Linked DNA regions of Mus musculus: regions 1, 2, 3 and 4 are each linked to region 5. The links are chromatin contacts, called in public Hi-C and promoter capture Hi-C maps. All regions are on one chromosome and are shown on one strand. The core of a region is the stretch at or near the end of the contact, and the rest is flanking DNA. Distances in the headings are between cores, read along the strand shown. Region 1 holds the start of Hnrnpk (heterogeneous nuclear ribonucleoprotein K). Region 2 holds the start of Ctla2b (cytotoxic T lymphocyte-associated protein 2 beta). Region 3 has its middle 28 kb from the start of Slc28a3. Region 4 holds the start of Idnk (idnK gluconokinase homolog (E. coli)). Region 5 holds the start of Tut7 (terminal uridylyl transferase 7).

What was found. Promoter capture Hi-C pulls out the DNA fragments that hold promoters and counts their contacts. A called contact is a pair of places that touch in the nucleus more often than the background predicts.
Region 1: a contact with region 5 is called in a Hi-C map of CD8 T cells, with 4 times the contacts expected there. The contact joins the promoter of Hnrnpk here to the promoter of Tut7 in region 5. A contact is called at or near these places in 10 of 39 promoter capture datasets (the 3T3-L1 cell line, 3T3-L1-derived adipocytes, cranial neural crest and 6 more), 8 of 484 Hi-C or Micro-C datasets (CD4 T cells, CD8 T cells, Th1 cells and 4 more) and 2 of 9 other capture datasets (adipose tissue and liver).
Region 2: a contact with region 5 is called in a promoter capture Hi-C map of the HPC-7 cell line, with 5 times the contacts expected there. The contact joins the promoter of Ctla2b here to the promoter of Tut7 in region 5. A contact is called at or near these places in 2 of 39 promoter capture datasets (the 3T3-L1 cell line and the HPC-7 cell line) and 1 of 484 Hi-C or Micro-C datasets (LSK cells).
Region 3: a promoter capture Hi-C map of hippocampal neurons shows a contact between it and region 5, with 3 times the contacts expected there. The contact joins the enhancer-like site here to the promoter of Tut7 in region 5. A contact is called at or near these places in 2 of 39 promoter capture datasets (cranial neural crest and hippocampal neurons), 10 of 484 Hi-C or Micro-C datasets (B cells, the Ba/F3 cell line, brown adipocytes and 7 more), 2 of 115 datasets of contacts at active chromatin or transcription factors (the 230-238 cell line and large pre-B cells) and 1 of 9 other capture datasets (embryonic stem cells).
Region 4: a contact with region 5 is called in a promoter capture Hi-C map of pre-B cells, with 6 times the contacts expected there. The contact joins the promoter of Idnk here to the promoter of Tut7 in region 5. A contact is called at or near these places in 6 of 39 promoter capture datasets (the 3T3-L1 cell line, the C10 cell line, hippocampal neurons and 2 more) and 1 of 115 datasets of contacts at active chromatin or transcription factors (pancreatic cancer cells).

What each region holds. Positions count from the first base shown.
Region 1 is chr13:58,400,954-58,403,766 of GRCm38.p6, forward strand. Hnrnpk (heterogeneous nuclear ribonucleoprotein K) reads right to left here and starts at 1,559. Exons shown (of 16, transcript NM_025279.3): 1 at 1,440-1,559. It overlaps Rmi1 (RecQ mediated genome instability 1), which reads left to right and starts at 1,644. Exons shown (of 3, transcript NM_028904.3): 1 at 1,644-1,836.
Region 2 is chr13:60,895,984-60,898,767 of GRCm38.p6, forward strand. It overlaps Ctla2b (cytotoxic T lymphocyte-associated protein 2 beta), which reads right to left and starts at 1,464. Exons shown (of 5, transcript NM_007797.1): 1 at 1,352-1,464; 2 at 645-762; 3 at 255-377; 4 at 38-160. The coding sequence starts at 731.
Region 3 is chr13:58,637,662-58,640,444 of GRCm38.p6, forward strand. No RefSeq gene overlaps it. Among named protein-coding and RNA genes, the nearest start is that of Slc28a3, 28 kb to the left of the region's middle. Within about 2 kb of position 1,495, at least 13 of the 459 cell types and tissues checked have an H3K27ac peak or open chromatin away from gene starts, as enhancers often do. A contact at or near this core is called in cerebellum, cortical neurons and hippocampal neurons, where this site is marked.
Region 4 is chr13:58,156,317-58,159,016 of GRCm38.p6, forward strand. Idnk (idnK gluconokinase homolog (E. coli)) reads left to right here and starts at 1,333. Exons shown (of 5, transcript NM_198004.3): 1 at 1,333-1,420. The coding sequence starts at 1,371.
Region 5 is chr13:59,821,857-59,824,556 of GRCm38.p6, forward strand. Tut7 (terminal uridylyl transferase 7) reads right to left here and starts at 1,254. Exons shown (of 27, transcript NM_001373962.1): 1 at 777-1,254; 2 at 1-254. The coding sequence starts at 223.

The DNA.
Region 1 (2,813 bases), core at 309-2,808, 1.4 Mb before region 5:
TTAGCGGCAAATACAAGGTACATTGAACTTTCAGACACAGAAATCTAAAGAACCAGATGGAAACGACCACCATTATTCAGCAAAGCCACGGAATCTTTAATCACCAACACCATTATTTTAGGCAACGTAAAAAAGGCTATTTCCCAACAATTTTACCTCTAACCCAACTCTCCAAGACTGCAACCAAACCATCACAACTGGTCCAGTTAACTCGTAGTCCTACCAAAGCCAAGGACCAACACAGGATCTTAAAGTCGAGGCATCACCCTCATGCCTTCTCCTATTCCAAAACGCCGGCAGCAAATGACGATCCCTCTGGGGACCACTTTAAATGCAGAGATCGGCCGGCCACTCCGCTAAACCCCCGGCCGCGGGGGTAAATGGATTCAGGCAAATCAGCCGGGTCTACGCACACAAACAGGCCCAGCCAGCCCTCTCGTCCCGCGGCCGCTGTTCCCACAGCGCGCTGGTGTTAACAGGTCCGCCGAGCGAGACCGACCGCGCGCGCTCGCCTCCCGCCCACGGGCCGGGCCTGGAAGCAGCGGCCAGCGACCGTCGCCGAGCGGCGAGCCTCTCCTCACCCGGATCCGACAGGAAATGGCGGCCCGCGTAATGGCGACTACGTGCGACTAGGCGGAGTCGCGCGAGACCCCCCTCCCCCACCCAGCACGCGGGCTCGCGAGCGCCCGTCCCCCGCACCTCCCCCACCACCCGAGACAAAGCCGCCGCGGCCGCCCCATCGGCCCCGCCGCGCAGCACCCCCCACCCCGGAGGTGGGGTGAGGAGGGAGGCCCACGCCGTGGAGGGACAAAGGGCGGCCGGGGCGCACACACACACACCACACCCGCGAGTCCACCGGACGGCCCGGCGCTCCCTCCACACGGGGCGCCCGCGTCGCAAACCCACAGGCCTCTCCTTCCCGGGTCCCTCAAGCCACCTAGCGCCGGCACGCCAACCGCAGGGGCACGCTCGGGGAAATGGCGGCGGTGGGGGGAGGGGAACCCGGGCAACGTTCCCCGGCGGGCCACGGCCGCCCCGAACGCCACCCCGGACAGCCGACTACGGCGTCCGACCCCGCTCCAGCCAGCGCGACCCGCCCGTCCCGCTCACCGCGCGAGTCCGCCGTTGCCTCCCGGCCGCGCCGCCTCCGACGGTCGGTCACTGCTAGACAGAGAACGAGGACAAACCCCCTCCCACTTCAGCGTCGCGCCCCATTGGCTGCCCAGGCTTCGGCGGTGGTGCGAGCGCGAAGCGATTGGCCCGTGGCCGCGTCAATTACGGCGCCGAGAACCCCGCCTTCCGCCGGCGACTCCCTTTGGGCTGGAAGGCCGCGGGCCTGAGAAAACTCGGGCATGGGGATAGCCCAAGCCGCCATCCCGGGGCGCCAACCCGCTCCGGGGACTCGCTACCCCGAAGCCCTAGCCCACCCAGATACCTACAGGCCGCAATCGAGTGGGAGACGAGCACGACGGCGACGTCCGTGCAGCGGAGAAGCAGAGGATAATGGCGTCTGCAGCGCTGTCGCCTGTAGCGCCCTCCTCCTTTCTCGTTCGCGCACTCTGTGGTGAGGGGGAGGGGAGTAGTGACAGACCTCTCGCGAGACTTCAGCGGCGCTGCTCACGTGTGCCGGGAGGGGCGACTGCGGGGGGATTTTCGAGCCCCGAGGGAGTTTGGCGCGATTGGAGGAGGGACGGTCGCCCCGTGAGCGCCCGATTGGGCGGGAAGAAGTGAAAGAGGGAAAAGAGAACCCAGCTGGGAACGGGAGAGGGAGAGCGGCGCGCGGCCCTGGGATCACGCTGCGGTGCGAGGCGAGGCGAGGCGAGGCGGGAAGGCCAGGTCGGTCGGTGCTCCGCCCGGGTTCCGCAGCTACCCGTTGTCGCGTCTCGCTCGCCCCCTCCCTCCCCGGCGCTGCGGGCTCTGCGCCCCCTCCGCGGCGCCCGGGAAACCCGCTGTGCTAACGGCTCCCCCGGCGGGGAGGGCGGGGGAGGGCTGGAAGCGGCGCCCGCTCCCAGGGAGCCCGGGGCTTACTTCCGTGTTGGGCCGGTGCGATGCAGACCCCCCGGGAACGCCGCGTAGGGAATGCCCGCGCGTCCGTGCTGCAGCGCTCCCTGGGACCCTCCCTGAGAAAGCTCGCAGGCACACTGCCCCGCCATGGCTGCCCCACCAGGGGAAGGGAGGGTCACTGCGGGTGCTCGCCTCGCTCCTCATCCTCACAGCAGAGCTCCACGGTCCCCAGACTCTGGCTGATGTCCGGATGTCAGCCTGTAGGGGTGACCTCCAGTTAGCGAGGCGTGTGTGCGAGCGCACCCTGTCCTACCTTTCCCTCGAATAATCCCAAAATGTGCACACCGGCCAGCACCCTGTAAATCGCTCCGTTACAGAGCGGTCGAGCCATCCTTTACCTAACTGACAGAAGAGACTGGGGCTTGAGGATCTGGTGAGGGGGCTCTCGTTCTGAGACAGCCTAGTGTAGCCCTGGCTGTCGTGGGATCCTGTAGATCTCCTGCCGCTGCCTCTCAAACGCTGGCATTAAAAGCGTGTGCCCCCACTCCTGGCTCAAGATTTTTCATATGGTGGTTTTTGACCCGGAGGGTCTCTCAAGAGATCCACCTGCCTCGTCCTCCCAAAGCAGGGATTAAAGGCAAGCGTAACCATGGCCAGCTAAAGTTAGTATTTCTTTTTTTCTTTTTCTTTTTTTTTTTTTTTTTTCCGAGACAGGGTTTCTCTGTGTAGTCTTGGCTGTCCTGGAACTCTGTAGACCAGGCTGGCCTCGAACTCAGAAATCCAATGCCTCTGCCTCCCAAGTGCTGGGA
Region 2 (2,784 bases), core at 214-2,713, 1.1 Mb after region 5:
GTGGGCAGCTGAGGGTGGGAGTGTGACTCTGTTATACCTGAGCCCTTCCAGGTGTCAGATAGCTGTTCTTTCCCAAATCTTCATATTCAGGCAAATCAGGAGCCATTTCTCCTCTACACATTGAGCTTCCACAGCAATTTGTCCTGAATTCTTCTGGAGTCTTCATATATAAGCAAACAATACATTAAAACCAAGAGACTAACTGTAAGGAAACGGAGTGAAGAAACAGAATTAACAATCAGTGTCTCACTCACCAAGTCACTAAATTGATTCAGGCCCATGTAGAAGCTGGTCTTGCCCCGCTCATAGTCTGCATTGTGTGCCTCAATTTTCTTCTTATTCTCCTCCCACATGAGTCTTCTGTGTCTTTCTTCATCCTGAAAATGAGTACAACAGATAGCATTTCTCATCTTAACACCACACACAAGCTGAGGAAATGGTATGTAGAGAAAGAAGAGCCAAAGCATGTGGTCTCATGACACTGTTGTCAGCCATTCTCCTTACCCAGTATGGGTTCATAATGCATGTCTTTAGGCAAGTCCTTAGTGATGGCTTGTCTTTATGGCCATATTTATGCCCACAGACTCCCAACAGCAAGAGTCCTTCTTTCTGAGATCCCTCTAGACTGTGCCCATTTTACCAACCAGACTGTAGGCTTTTGCAAATGTTGTCTTCCATTCTTTCCACTCATTATCCAAACTTGGATCAGGGGATGGAGCAGCTGACATCATTCCCAAGCAGAGGATGAGCAGGAAGACAGCACTATTTGGGTTCCCAAAACATAGACAATGAGTTGTTGTCCAATACTATGGTCAGACCCAAAAGGTAAATGCAAGTAATGTTATACATACTGTCTAAGCTCTATTTAGCAATATATATGTATGTGCATGTATGTATGTAATAACAATGAGTAAAAAAAGAGAACAGAATTTAAAAAGTATCAGAAAAGGCATGTCTGAGAATGTGAGGCAGAAAAAGGAGGAGAAAAAAATGTAATCCTATTATCATCATAAAAAATTAAGAAGCCGGGCGTGGTGGCGCACGCCTTTAATCCCAGCACTCGGGAGGCAGAGGCAGGCGGATTTCTGAGTTCGAGGCCAGCCTGGTCTACAAAGTGAGTGCCAGGACAGCCAGGGCTACACAGAGAAACCCTGTCTCGAAAAAAACCAAAAAAAAAAAAAAAAAAAAATTAAGAGACAGACAAACAAGAAAACAAAGCAAAAACAAAACAGTGAATAAAACCTACGAAATAGGAGATGTCTCAGGTAACCAGAGTAGAGCTGTGAGGAAGTTTGTTGAAAATGAGTTAGCAGGTAGGGGGCCTGTGTACCTTGCTTTTCTCTGCTCTCACCTGAAGTGCTGCAGCTTCTGTTCACAGATAGAAACCAGAACTTTGTTGTCCAGGGCCTCTGAAGAGCAACTGACAGAGGAGGCTAGTGGTGCATGAGGAGAGCAGCCTGTGGCTCCACCTTTTCCTTCCTGGAGCACTGCTAGTTCTTTCCTGAAGCCTCGGCCTGGCCCACAGAGCAGACGTCACAAGCCAGCTTCACAACTACAGACAGGAAAACATCTAGAGACTGACCAGACGCAAGGACTAGGCTGAGTCATACAGGAAGCATGAGACTTCTCTGACAATGCCAAGACTCACAGGATGTCTGGTTCTCTAGAGTTAACAATTGTTAGAGAACACAATTATGGCAAGATGAAGTCAGTGGGGAGAGCTACAGTGTCTCACAGTCCTACATCAGATTCTGCATCTGTAGAGAGAGCATCAAGCAGTGCGTACCTGTCTGTGTCTGTCTTGTTAGAAACGCAGCCCAAGACAGACAGAAGCACTTTCAGAGAAGGTGAAACAACCACTCATAGACAGAGTAGTCTGAAACACTCATCACTTACCTGGAATGTCAGTGTCTCAACTCAGGAATTCACAGTGTTTGTGAAAAATGCTAGAGTTGTCTGAACGCAACAACAAATGCCTGATGCATACAAAGCTCTATGGCCTGCAGGGTTTGATGGGACAACTGCAGGGTTTGACTGAACATGAGTTAATTGCTGTGTGGATTTCTCTATTACTCTCACAAGCATAGTTGGGCCTATGATTAAAAAGCAGACTTAACAAAAGTCAGAAAAGACTACAGTGGCCTTGGGCTGCGCAAATACAGAGGATACAAATTTCTACATGTGATCAGAAGTTTGTTTCCATTTTGCTATAACATATAAAAGGTAAATCAGTAGATGCATGGCCATTTTCCTCTGATGTTCTCCAGAGTTGTACCAAATTCTTGTCTGTCATATAATTGAGATTTGAAGATTATTGAATGTGTATTACAGAAAGAATTGGATGGATAGATAATACTTTTCTAAAAAAATGCATATGCTCCCCCAAGTCAAACTGGATAAAAATCTAAGCAGAGAATTGATATACACAGATAGTAGCAATTCAGCTTAGTTCTACATTACAATTCAAATGAAAGAAATCTCTTCACATTTGTGGTCAAGTTGTGGTAGTCTTTGGTTCACATTTTCTGCTACATTCTTTAAGTTACCCATGGAACATTATTCAAAACCTATCATATACTTGGACACAAAGGAATTCTCAACTGATGTACAAAAAATTGAAATAACACCTCCATCCTTTCTGAGCACTGTGGAGTAACGCTGGATATCAAAAGCAACAGAAAGCTTATAAACACATGGAAACGAAAAAATTTCCAGTGAATAAAATTGGGTCAAGATAGAAATCAGAAAGAGATCAAAACATTGTCAGATTTAAATTAATTACAT
Region 3 (2,783 bases), core at 245-2,744, 1.2 Mb before region 5:
ATAAGACCCTGAGTGGAAAATAATGGCTGTAACTGATACCTTCTGGCTCCTGATTGTCTTCTTTCCTCCTTACAGTCAAGAGTCAGAGGGAGAAGCCGGGCTCTTGGGGACTGCATACTATGTGAAAGCCCAGGAGGGAAAAGCAAAATTGTATCAACAGGGCAAGCATGCTCAGAAAGGGCGTGAGGCCCCAGAGCCCAAGCAAGTAACCTGCACTGTGGACAGCTGGGGGGATTAATCATAGCCACCTGAATGAGGCTCTGATCTTTTGCAGGTAGCTCCCCAAGGGCAGTTATGAATACAGTCACAAATAACAAACTTACTTTAAATGTTAATGAGATTTTATTTATTTATTTATTTATTTATTTATTTATTTATTATAACTTGATTGTGTGGTTCTCAAGTGTGAATTTCTCAATGATAATGCTATGTGGTTATGCAGTCTCAGAGACAAGACCAGCCACCCAGCCAGGAGTGGTGGTGCACACTTTTAATTCCAATACTCTGGAGGCAGATGTAGGAGGATCTTTGTGAATACCAGATCAGCCAGAGATACACAGGGAGAAGAACATGTCTCCAAAGGAGAAAAAAAGTGTATATATAAAAAGTATATATCTTTAGGATACATATGTGTGTGTGTATATATATATATTTTTTTCTTTAAATGAATTTTGTGTGCCCCTGAGCCACATTCCCAAGATACACATGATGTATATGCAAACATTCTAAACGCAGAAAGGAAGAAAGAAAGAAAGAAAGAAAGAAAGAAAGAAAGGAAGGAAGGAAGAAAGAAAGGAAGAAAAGCATGCTGGTCCCAAAAACTTCAGATAAAGGTTACTCCACCCTCTGGAGTCTGGGTGGAGATCTCTAAGCTCATGTCTCCCCAGTCCTGGGCAGGATAAAGATGGCTGTGTGTGGTTTCCTTAGACTGAGCTGTGGTACCCAAGCTGACTGGAAACTGGAAATAGAGGCTTGTCACCATCTACCTATTGCTCATGCTCACATTTCTCCAGGCTTGTCTCAAAGATGTCTTTTTATGTTTTGTTTTATGTCTAGACTTTGATGTCATTTCCTGATTTCTCCCAATGCAGGCAGCTGCAGAAGTGTCCTGATGGGATTGGGCATTTAAACATAGCAGGAGACAGGTTTCTCTCTTTTTAAAGCACCAAACAAATACCAAGCCTGAGAAGCAGAACAATAGAAATCCTTATAGATCTTGAGCTGGAGAGTCCTGAAGGATACTTAGTTACTGTTTCCAGTAATGAACAAGACAATTATACCGTTTCCGCAGACTCTGCTGTGGTCCCCTAGGGAGGCTGCAGATTGAGACTAAATGTTCATTAGTTCTCTGGTGCTTGGGCTTAGGCCAGGGTCCTCCAGCAATGAAAAGCAGAAAGGAGTTCTTGTGGACCCAGTTCCACTACTGTCTCTGCAGCCCTATTCACTGTGTCCATGTCGTGGGCTGCTCATGGATGCTCCAGCAGATGGCGCATACTTATGAACAGTCCAATTTTCTTCCTAATGGGCTCATGCCAGCTCTGCTTGCTGACACGGCACACAATTTAACAGAGCATTAGAGATGGAGTTATTGGACTGGTGAGATTGCCACCTGGCCTGATGACCTGAATTCTACCCCTGAGACGCACATGATAGAATAAAAGCACTGACCCTGACAGTTGTCCCTTGACCTCCACAGATGTGCCACGTCATCCACGCACACACTCACACGCTCATGTGTGTGTGCACATACACACTCATAACAAATTAATGTAAAAATGAATGGTGCCACATTCACTATTTTTAGAAAGGATTTATTTTTATTTTATGTGTATGAATGCTTTGCCTGCCTGTATCTGTAGCTCATGCATGCAGTACCCATGTATACCAGAAAAGGGCATCAGATACAACCCTGAAGTTGCAGATGGTTGCCTGCCAGCTGCGGCGTGGGTGCTCAGAACCCTGTAGGAGCAGTCAGCGTCTCAGATTATAGAGTTGATGTCTTTCCCCCTTTGTTGCTTCTCTGTAGCAGGGGAGGGTTCACAAGCACGGAGTCCATCATTTGGGTGACGTCTAGATTGAAGGTCAAATTGTAAAAAGCCAGGCATTAGCAGTGCGCAGGTAGGCTCCTTCTAGAATGAAGTTCAAAGGTGCTTTCGATTAGAAAGTACAGTGCCTGGGGCTGGCGAGATGGCTTAGCAAGTAAGAGCACTGACTGCTCTTCCAAAGGTTCCGAGTTCAAATCCCAGCAGCCACGTGGGGGCTCACAACTATGGTCCATCAGTTGTAATTTCTGAAACTGCTGATAATTCTGGGGGGGGGGTCTTCGTTGAAATGTGCGTATAGGGTGTGTGAATGTATATTGGGGTATATGGCACATTTATGTGCTTTTTCTTTCTTCTCCCTTCCTTCCTTCCTTCCTTCCTTCCTTCCTTCCTTCCTTCCTTCCTTCCTTCCTTCCTTCCTTCCTTGTTTATTTATTATATGGAAGTATACTGTAGCTGTCTTCAGATACCCCAGAAGAGGGCGTTAGATCTCATTACAGATGGTCGTGAGTCACAATGCCGGTGCTGGGATTTGAACTCAGGACCTCTGAAAGAGCAGCCAGTGCTCTTAACCACTGAGCCATCTCTCCAGCCCTGGTTCCTTTCTTTATAGATCTGTGAACGTTTTGAGATGTTTTAAACATAAAGGAGAGGTTTTAAAAACTTGCAGTCTGCATGCCTCCTCTCTCCAGTTTAGTGTTCTCTTTAGAATAATTCTGAGCTTTCATTTTGAGAGAGAGA
Region 4 (2,700 bases), core at 83-2,582, 1.7 Mb before region 5:
ACTGCATGCATGTGGTACTCTTACATATATGCAGGCAAAACGCTCCTATACATAAAGTAAAATTCTTGTTTTAAAGAGAGAGAGTCAGGATGGTTAGAGTAAAAACAACAGCAACAAACATTAGTGGTGACTCGGAGAAACCAGAGGGCCCACACATTGCTTGGTGGGCATAAATGGCACAGCCAACTTGGAAAACATTTTGGGATTTTCTCAAATCTAGAGGTACCATCTGACCCAGAGAGTATTAAAAGTAAAAATACCTGTCCACATAAAAATTATTTTTTAAAGGGACTAGAGAGATGGTTCAAGGGTTAAGAGCACTTGCTGCTCCTGCTGAGACTAGACCAGGGTCGCTTGTAACCCTCTGTAACTCCTGGGCATCCGCACCCTCTTTTGGCTTTCTGAGGCTTGAGCAAGCACACACATGGTACAAACACATACATGCAGAAGACCCCCCCACACACACACACACACCATCCACGCTTCTCCAGTCCCTTCTGCTTCTTCACATTGTCCCAAGAGCGGCTCTGGATGGTGGTCGCTGTGGGTGAAGCCCGTGGACTAAGAGAGTTCAGAAGCTCAGATGGTGTTGCTTATTCTCAGGAGGAAATCCATGTGGATTGCAGCTCACTTCCAGCTCCCACATGCACCTGTCTTCATGGCCAACACTACCGAGAGCCGCACCGCAGTTGCCATTTCTTGTGTGTCATTGACACAAGCCTCTACGGGGAAGAGCAACCTGTCCCTGTCCTGGCTGGGAGTCCCTTCTGAGCCTGCTTTGCAGGCTCCCTCCAGGAGAGTCAGTGAGGCCTCAGTGTGCGCGTGAGCATGGATCTGTGGCCCGCTGGTTTTAGCTGTCTGCGTTCTGTCCCCTTGGGCAGATAACAGCCAATGATGTCTTCTGATATAAAATCGCTGTTTGCACAGGGGGAACCGGAGCAAGAGGAACTGGCTTCCAGAGTGGGGTGGGGTCTGCGGGCTGAGAGTGAGATAGGAAAGAGCAAAGAGGGAGGAAAAGAGAAGAGAGAGTTGAGAGAAAGAAGAAAAAGAAGAGAGGAGAGAGAAGAGAGGAAAGAGAGAGAGAGGAAAGAGAGAGGAGAGGAAAGAGAAGAGAGAGAGAGAGAGATCTCCCGGCCCACTCCGTGTCCTTTCACTGCTGTCTTTGTGAGTAAACTGTCTGTTTCTACCACTGTCCCTGCATCCCGGTGGCTTCCTTGCTTCAGGACATGATGACCTGCAAATGCCTGCAGATGTCCTCTGGCTGCAGCGCCCAGCGGTCAGCGCTGGAGATGCGGGGGCGTGTCCCGTGACGTCAGGAACTGGGAGGAACCTGCCCCGGAAGCGGGCGCTGAGGACCTGGGAGCACGGTCATGGAGGCACCCGGGGTGCTGCTGGTGATGGGTGTGAGCGGCTCCGGAAAGTAGGTCGTTGGGGGGACTGGGGGACGGGCGGATGGGAGCTGGGAGGCTGTGTGGGCCCTGAGCCCTGGGAGCCATGCCTTTGCGGCCCCTGCTGAGGACCCCTGCTGTCCTGCCCCGCTGGCAGCTGCTCCCCAGGGTCACCGCGGACCGTGGCTAGCGACCCTTCTCAGCCTTACAAACCTGGGCCTGGTGGCACCTCGCAGAACAGTGTGGGAGGGTGAGAACCCCAAACCAGGAGGCAAACGTCGCCCTGGGTCTTTGTACAAAGCTTTGCCTGGGTGCATGGTCTCCCTAGTAGGTGAGTGTCTGGATTCTTCCAAATAGATTTTGAAAAGTGAGAAACAAGCTTGATCGTGTGCCTGCTCAGGCTGGAATGTTAATATGAAAGTGCTGCTAAAACTCTGCAAAATGTGCATTTTCTTCTCAGCCCAGTGTTGGAAGGTTCAGAAGTAAGCAAGCAAGCGGTAGGCATTTGGTTTGATAGACGCCATCTAACTGCAAGGTTCTTTAAACTGAAAGTGAAACGGAACAGAGTAACTCGGTGGTGGAGTGTTTGATTGTCGTGCCGGGTGTGTGTGTGTGTGTGTGTGTGTGTGTGTGTGTTCATTCCCAGCACCACAGAGTGAACAAACAAACCCCAGAGGCGAAAACCCCGCTGTTGTACGACTCTACCCAGAAACCCTTTCACTTCTGTCCAGAACCACACAAAGCCCATAGTACGAGCTCAGATTGTCTTTGTGGTAGAGACTGGGGGATAAGCCTGAGAGCATCACCGGTGTTTGTTTTCTGATGGAGTGGCTGGACTGGGCTGATTTGGAAACAGTTCAGGGGCTGGGGAGTCGATAGAGGCGCTGAATGAGAACTCAGTTGAGTGACAGGTACTGCAGGGTGAAAAACTAAGGGGAACTCTACAGGAGAGATGGAGGAGGGTGTTGATGGCACGGGATCCATCTCTGCTCCTGTTGGTGTGTCTTGTGTCTATGGGGTTTTGGTCTGAGTACCACAAGGGTGCAGTGCACACGGTGGTCAGAAGAGGGCACCAGAGTACCTGCAATGGGAGTTCCATACAGATGGTTGCAAGCTGCCATCTGGATTCTGGGAACCAAATCCAGAGGCCCCGGAAGAGCAGCCAGTGGTCTAACTGCTGTGCTACCTTACCAGCATTGTGTGTATCTGGTAAGCTAGCAGTGCTTTGAGATTTTACGGGCCTCCGAACTTTACAGTGTGCTGGCATTTAAACTTTTTATTAAACCCCTCTCATTGGATGTATCAACCACAC
Region 5 (2,700 bases), core at 4-2,503:
TGCTGGAAACCCCATACAGTCCTTTCCTGGGGGTGTTCCCATAGTTCCCGGGTGATATCTTCTTTTTTGGAAGGCCCTTTTCCATTTTACTGCTATGGCCTTTAGCATAATCATCCATTATTAAATAATCTTGTTGGGGATGGCCCCTTCTGAAATCATCATCATCAATAATTCCACGGTCTTTAGTGCGCTTCACAAAGTAAGGTTTTGCTGTATCTCCCATGGTCTTTGACTTCAACTTTCTTACTTTGTACCTGAAAGAAGGCATTGGGGGAGGGGGGAACAAAACAAAATTGTAAAATAATATCATACCAAATACTCAAAGTAACACACGGGTGCCCTGAAGCCTTTATCTTCCCCCATTTAAAAATTAAATTGTTACCACATTCCTAATAATTAATGCATTCCAGAAGTTACAGTGTTCATAAAAACTGGTCCTTATTTAATACAAAGACTAAATCTGAAGACACTTCTATAGTCTCAGAAACTAAAGAAGTAACTTCTATGTAACGAAAGCACCTCTCTTCAAAGTAAACATCCTAAGTCAACACTGTTACAAAACTCCCAAATCTATTTCTTTTTTTTAAAGTTGGCAATTACTTTTAGGTATCAAAGTAGCCGAAACTATGTGAGCAGATTTCAGTTTCGATCAGCCCCCACTCTAAGCTTCGCTTTTCAACCCGGCGCGACCGCTGGGCGAAGGGACAGCACTTCCCACTAAGGTACCGCTCTAAGGGTCCAGGCTTCCGACCAAGGGACAACGCCAGCTGACTTACCCGACTTCTCAGTCCCCAGCCCCAGACAAGTCCAGTTTCGTCACCAACCACAATCCTCCGCAGGATGACACTCCTTTTCCTTCCCCATTCGGCTGCCCCACCCCTGTGTGCCTCAGTTTCCACCAGCGGAGTCCCCAGGCGAAGGAGGAGGCGGTTCCGCGCTACTGGCCACGAAGCCGCCGTGGGGAATAGGAAGCAGGAAGCGCCCGGCCATTGACAGGGTTCCGGGGTTCCCCGGACCAGGGCCGGAGCCCCGACACAAAGTGAAGACGCGGACTCGAACCCGAGGGCTCCGGGCGCACAGCCGGGCCGAGGCGGCCGGAGAAGGACGGCGCCAACGTACCTCGGGGCCGGGCAGATACGCTTCTGGGGGCGGGGGGAACCCACGGGCCCAGCCCGGAGGCGAGTCCCGGAGGGACGCGACGAGACGGCGCCCCGGAGCACTCACCAGCGCCGCTGCGGTCCCCCGCCGCTTCCTGTCCGGGCCCGGCTCCTCACCGTGTTTTCCTTCAGCCCCACTTCCGGCGCTCAGCGCCGTCTCATTGTGCGCGATTGGAAGACTGCGGTGTCCCCGCCCCGCGCTCCGCGGCTGGCCGGAAGCGCGCACCGGAAGCGCGCGCCGCCCAGGTTCCTCCCAGCGCCGGGGGCGCGCCGCGGGTGCGGGCGCAGAGGTCCGGGGTTGCTCCCTAGCTACCTGCGAGATCCGTCGCCCAGTGCTTTCGGGTTCCCCCGACGCCCCTCTGTGGCTGCTCGGGAAGCTGGGTCTTTTTATAATTCCGAGTGGCTCCAAGTTTCAGTGAGGGCCTTGTGAACGACCTTGAAGGAAGTTCAGCGGCCTAAACCTCTGGATTAAGCTCGACCTGGGGGTAGAAAGAGATTCAACTTTTTTTTTTCTTTAAGAACTAGCAAACAGCCGGAGAGTGGTGGCACATGCCTTTAATCCCACTTGGAGGGAGGCAGATTTCTGAGTTCGAGGCCAGCCTGGTCTACAGAGTGAGTTCCAGGACAGCTACGTCTACACAGAGAAACCCTGTCTCAAAAAAACAAAAAACAAAAACTTAGCAAACAACACAGAGTTGCTTTTTTTTTTTCTAATTGAACATTCATTGTTATCTAAAGTGTCCTACATGCCTTGAAAGCCTCAAGCAACTAATGAATAGAAGTGCTGGAAAAAATAAGGCAGTTTTCATTTCTACCTCTACAAAGTATAAATTTAAATCCATTGGGTTCTTTAGCCAACAGTCTTAAAGTGAAGAATGCATACAGCCTTTGCTATTCCAAGAAACTGTCTTTAAAACTGTAAATAAATACTAACTCAATCCTACTAGTTCAGGAAGAAAGGAATACAATTGAAATTTAAAAAGCAAAAGAGACATAGCTAAATGGTTGATATTCTACAACCAACTTGTTTTGTCAGTTTCCTCTTGCTGTGTGGGTTTGGGGATTTCTGAGTTCAAGGCTAGCCTGGTCTACAGAGTGAGTTCCAAGACAGCCAGGGCTACACAGAGAAACCCTGTCTCGGAAAAAAAAAAAAGTATTTACATTCCAAATGCTGCATCCTGGTTCCCCCCTCCCCCTTCCTTTCCCCAGGACCCCTCCTTTCACCTCTGAGAGGGTGTCCCCCCCCCACTTCATTGCCCAACCCTGGTATCATAAGGCACATCCTCTCCCACTGAGGCCAGACAAGCCTTCCCAGAAAGCCATCTTTCTCTAGGGTCCCACAGCTAGTAGCTGTTCTGAATATAACTTGAGAGTTCCTGTCACTGACAGTAAAAGTTCCATGTATCAGACTCTGACCACCAAGCAATGTAGACGTATTAAGAGAATGAGGGGGCTGAGGGAATGGGTGAGAAGATTTGCTACTTTTACAGAGGAGCAAATTTCACTTCCCATCACCCAAGGTGGTTGCTCACAGCTGTCTATA